2 separate regions of the Canis lupus genome follow, and region 2 is linked to region 1. Evidence: chromatin contacts called from public Hi-C data. All regions are on one chromosome and are shown on one strand. The core of a region is the stretch at or near the end of the contact, and the rest is flanking DNA. Distances in the headings are between cores, read along the strand shown.

What was found. Hi-C and Micro-C count contacts between places; a contact is called where the count stands out from the background.
Region 2: a Hi-C map of amygdala shows a contact between it and region 1, with 5 times the contacts expected there. The contact joins the promoter of BTG1 here to the enhancer-like site in region 1. A contact is called at or near these places in 2 of 9 Hi-C or Micro-C datasets (amygdala and blood).

What each region holds. Positions count from the first base shown.
Region 1 is chr15:32,481,257-32,483,956 of UU_Cfam_GSD_1.0, reverse strand. No RefSeq gene overlaps it. Among named protein-coding and RNA genes, the nearest start is that of MIR8840, 290 kb to the left of the region's middle. Within about 2 kb of position 1,321, at least 2 of the 20 cell types and tissues checked have an H3K27ac peak or open chromatin away from gene starts, as enhancers often do.
Region 2 is chr15:32,950,139-32,953,034 of UU_Cfam_GSD_1.0, reverse strand. It overlaps BTG1 (protein BTG1), which reads left to right and starts at 1,526. Exons shown (of 2, transcript XM_038558635.1): 1 at 1,526-1,997; 2 at 2,794-2,896. The coding sequence starts at 1,850.

The DNA.
Region 1 (2,700 bases), core at 72-2,571:
CTTACTGGCAGTAAAAATCAGAGTTGATATTTAAATGCAAATCTTTAGAATATAAATGCAATTATCTTTCCAGAGTAACATAGATGGCTCATTATATACATACTGTCTGCCCATTATTACTGGTGTATATTAAACAGGTATGTAACACACTCATGCGCATCATAGAGGAAAGATGGTAACTAGATTTATCATAGGGATAATTTCATAATGTATAAGAATTCTGAATCACTACAATGCACACATGAAACTAACAGGAGAATATTGTATGTCAATTGTATATTTCTATTAAAAAAAAAAAAGGCCAGAGTAGCCTCTAAACATAGGTCAGCACCTGTAAATGGGTACACAATAAAGCACATATGGGTATAAGACTGATTTTCTTGACTTGGCATTATGTATATGCACCCAGTAAAAGAAAGTTGCATTTTGGCCCTTTCCAAAGTGGCTTCTACTTGGAACAGAACACTGGTGATTTATTTTTGTGCCAGGAAGGATCAGATAATCTTAATTCATCATCTGTTCTTTTGCATTTACTTTAAATGGTTTTCCTCTCTTGAACTATAGATTGGTAACATTTACATTTAGTGCTTGGCATATAAAAATATTATATCATAGTCTAATTTCAACTCTATCCTATTTAGGTTACTTAATATTTGTCGTGTGTTAGGCATATGATAGGCATTCAAATATTTACTTTACTGAGTAAAGACTGTGTGATTATTTTCTCTGGAAGTAAGACCACTAAGTCAGTTGATGGGCTCCATCCAACCCACTGCAAATTATGTTGCTGATTTCAAATGAGTTCCATCCAGGCTATTCAAGTATACGTTTGCTTTGACTCTTTGGCACCTCTGATTTTATTGTATCTTTAGGATTTCGGGAAATCAAACCGAGTGCTCAGTTTAGCATATTCACTCCATAAATAGCTTCCACAATAAATGACAAAGCCTAAAAATTCATAAACTCCTCCATATAAAACAGGATTTATGACAGAGAATTCCAAAATTTTTGTTACTTATTTCAAATTACAATGGAAAATTCTCTCTGCTGAGTTTGCCCTTTCCACAACCATGAGGGCTGCTAACATAGGGATGCATCATTTTGGTTGGGCTTGTAATCTTTGATTCATTATCTTCAATTCTGAGAAAGCATGCCCGAAGTGGCGGGGAAGGGGCAGGGGGGTCCAATTTAATCACTGGAATAAGACAATGGCTCTAATCTGCAATCTCCTATTTTGTTACAACTCTTTGAAGACCAATTTCAATTTTAACTTGTCTGTTTTCCCTTCTCTCTCGGTACAAAGCTAGTTTGATTACGGGAGGAGTAGAAGTGATGGTGGTGGAGGTGGTGGTGGTAGAGATGGTGTGTGTGTGTGTGTGTGTGTGTGTGTGTAGGAGGTAGGGTGGTTGGGGGGAATGGGAGGCAGCATACATGGGCTGTATTGTCAATCTGCTTATAAACCTAACAGATTTTTTAGCTGAAATTTCGCCAATGTTAATTGTACATGCAGAATTCACACTGGGAAAATCTCCTTGGGAAAAAAAAAAAAAAAAGATGAAGTGCACAGCCGGCCTGTTATGTAAGATGTTTATTTTCATCCAATTCAACCCACCATAGGCAGAACAGAAAATAGGCCAGCGCTTCTGACCAGTGACATCACCTCATCATCAGGAAAAAGCAGGAAAGGCTGATCACCATATTGTTAGCAAAGAGGATAATTTTCTTCCACATTGTTTCTCTTGTGGAAACCCTTTTTCTGGAGATGGTGATCTCATCTCCCTTTGATGTTTATTTCTTCAGATTCTGTAATAACAGTGAAACTACCTGAATTTCAGTTCTTGCACAATGCACATAAACACTTATTTCCGTGGTTTTCCTCTGGATCTCCAAACTTTAGAAGATTGGATCATTTTAGCAGAACCTTGACCATCCTAAGGAGATTGTGGGGTGAGGAAGGATAATCATCTTCTTATTTAGTTTTAGACAGTATTTTATATAGTGTTGGATAATTTGTTTGCAGGATGCCTCCTTCACTTAGGCTGCTATGCTTGTATACTTAAGTAGATGAGCATTGTATTTATTTCATGAATACTAAGAACTCAGCGCACAGTTTTCTAAAAAGCGTTTTTTAGCCTTCATCATCTCTTTTAGAATATAGATAGTATTGCAATTTACAAAGAGCGAGGTAGGTGAAATTGTGTGTGTACGTAGTTATTTTCTATTCAAAATTAAAGGAAAACTAAAAACATGATCCTTGCTATTTTAGAAGTTGATTCAGCTATGCTTAAAAATACATCACAATAATACTACCCACTCTTGTTTTGCTTATGACAGCTTTGGCAAAATGTCTTTTCTCTGTTGAGGGGCGATCTTCAAGATGATTCTACTTTATCCACCTTTTCACACTCTATTTGCCTATTCTTGTTTCATTCTCCCTCTAGAGGAAATTAGTGGGTATTACAATTCAAACTTAAAAATCCAATATACCAGCAGGTCTAATTGAAATACAATCATAAGGATAATTCCTTGACTTCATTTATATTCCACTTGGTCCTATGGTCCTGGAAGCCATTATCTCAAGTAACTGTAATATTTCATCATCTTTTTCTCTAAGCTGGCATATCAGTATCTTAAGGGGTTTTATTATCATCATCATCATTATTATTTTTGAATAGCAAGGCCAGAATCTTCCTGGTGAAG
Region 2 (2,896 bases), core at 277-2,776, 470 kb before region 1:
ACTTCTGTTTCCCTACCTCCTTTTTGCGTAGTATAAGGGGTTTCACGTCCTCAATGAATGACCATGATCTTTATTTTTAAGCACAGTTCTATCTGAAAAGTCCTGGAAGGACACAGAGGTACTTCATTTACCATTATTTTTGATGCATTCGTCCAAAGAAAATTAGGACGTTCCCATGTAACTAATTACTGTGTATGGATGAATAAACAATCTCAAGGGTGTTCCTTCAAACCCAGTTTTACGTGTTCCATTTAAACAATAAATGTCTTCTCCCTCCGCTTTGCAACATCCTCCTTTTGCTTCATTTCTATACCCGCTGGCTCAGTACTTAAAAACACAGACACACACACACACACACAACTCCAAGTGGTGTGTTTTGCAATATTGATGACCAACTCAACTCAGGATATTTATTTCCATCTGGTGGAGTCCAACTTCTGCCTCTTGTTTGCTTCCTCCATCTGCCGGGACTCACCATCTCCCTTTTTCTGCCCCCTCCTCCTTAACCGAGTCAGGCTTAACCCTCTCCTGGGCTTAATCATTTTAGCAGGCTCAGCCCTAGTACAACAGTCCTTTTTTTTTTTTCTTCTTCTTTTTTTTTTTCTTTTCTAGTTTCGCCAGTAGGGTTTCCAGTAAACTCAGATGCCTACGACTAATACTTTGACAAGCTCCAAATTCACTATTTATTTTTTTCTGTTTTTCTAATGAGCAGCAGCACTCTAAGGGCCCCACAGTTATTTGGACTGGATGGGGGGGAGGGGAGGAAGAAGAGCAGCCAACCTTTGGTTAGGGTATAAACGGTGTAAAAGGCATCATACTGCCTCCCCACCCCCCAATTCCGCTTAAACTTTACGGGCGCCGCGTCTACACGGATCTGGGGTGCCGGGCTCTGCCGGCGGCGCGGGGCCGGATTCCCCAAGGTCCGCGCTCCTCTCCTCTGCGCCCCGAAGTTACGGCGGCCGCAGCCCGACGCTGCCCTTTTCTGTATTTTGCAGTCAGACCTTTACGGAGCCTTCGCTCCGCGCCTCCCCTCCGCCTCCGCCTCCGCCTCCGCGAGCCCGTGGGCGCCCGGCCCCGACCCCGGGCGGCCGCCGCTCCTCCGGGTCCGCACCTCCGGCGCCCGCGCGCGCGGACCGGCCGAGCCCCGCCGCCCCCGGCCCCGCGCCCCGCGTCCCGCAGCCGCCCCAGCGGGGGGAGGAGCGCGGCCCGGGGCGGGGCTTTCACTCGCGCACCCGCGCTCGGCCCCCCGCCCCCGCCCCCGCCCCCCGCGTCCCGGCCCAGCCCGCCGCCGCCGCCGCCGCCGCTCGGGAGTTTATTTGTTTACAAGCGGATTACGTCAGCCCCTCCCTCTCGGCCGGGCCCCGGCCCCCGCCCCCTGCTCCCTTTGCCCGCCCCCTCCGGCTCCGAATCCGCTACGTCACAATGGTGCGATCTCCGGATTGGCTGCGGCCGGCCGTCCCCCCCCCCCCGGCTACGCCACTTCCTTTCTCGGCGCTATAAAAGCTACCGCACGGCGCCTGCATCTCTTCGCCCCTCCGAGCTGGAAATGCAACTGTCGGGAGCTTCGGAGGCTGCGGAGCTGGACGCGGAGGCGGCTGGGGAAGTCCGAGCGATGTGACCAGGCCGCCGTCGCTCGTCTCTTCCTCTCGCCTGCCGCCTCCTGTCGTGAAAATAACTTTTTTTTTTTTTTTACTATAAAGGAGAGAGAAAAAAAAAGTAGCTGCCCGCCCCTCCCGCCCTCTGTTCCTCTCAGCCCTGTGAGCCGCGAGGGAGCCCGGGGTGGCCGCTCCGCCGTCGGGGCCGCGCCGCCGAGCCCCGGCCGCCCCGGGCCGCCCCGCCCGCCGCCCCCATGCATCCCTTCTACACCCGGGCCGCCACCATGATAGGCGAGATCGCCGCCGCCGTGTCCTTCATCTCCAAGTTCCTCCGCACCAAGGGGCTCACGAGCGAGCGACAGCTGCAGACCTTCAGCCAGAGCCTGCAGGAGCTGCTGGCAGGTGAGGCGGCCGCGCCGGGCGGGCGGGGGGGCGGGGGCGCGGGCGGGAGCGGCCCGGGCCGTCGGGGCGGCCGCTAACGGCGGGTCCCGGCGAGGCCCCCGCGGCGCCCCGCGCCCCGCGCCCCGCGGCCGGCCCTCGGAGGGGAGAAGGACGGGCGCGCAACAAAGAAACTACGGCCCCCGGGCGGGAGCTGCGGCCCTCGGACGGGACAAAGGAGCTGCGGGGCTGGGGTTGCTCCGGCGCCCCCCCCCCCCCCCGGCCCGTCGTGCGCTCGGCGGCCCGGCCCGGGGTCTCCCCGCGCCCCCTCCGCGGCCCATTAATCACTGGGTTCGTCCCCGGCCGGGTTACAGCCCTGCCCGGCGCGGGGCTTAGGGCTGCTGGTTTTCCTCCCCTTCGGGGTGAACAGCCCGGCGGCGCCTCCGCCGAAGCCGTCAGGCCCATTGTGCGCGGCCGGGCCGGGCCCCCGGCTCCCGGGCCGGAGGAGGTAGAGGCTCCGCCGGGGCCGCCCCGCCGCCTCGACCGGTCGGTTCCTGGGAATGGGTTTGTCCCGCGCCCCGCGCCCCGCCGGGTGCCCTCTCCAGGCCCGCGCGCTCGCCGGCCGGCCCCGCGCACGCTCGGCCCCGCGAGGGCAACGCTGGGCATTTTTTTTTTTTTAAAAGTTGGTGGCTTCACATTTTTCACTTCTCAGAGGAGCCGGCGGAAGCGGGAAGAGGCTGCGGCGGGATGTGTAACAGTAACGATCTAAGTGTTGTTTCTCTGTTCTTTTCCTCCTCCTCCTCCTCCTGTCTTCCTATAGAACATTATAAACATCACTGGTTCCCAGAAAAGCCGTGCAAGGGATCAGGTTACCGTTGTATTCGCATCAACCATAAAATGGATCCTCTGATTGGACAGGCAGC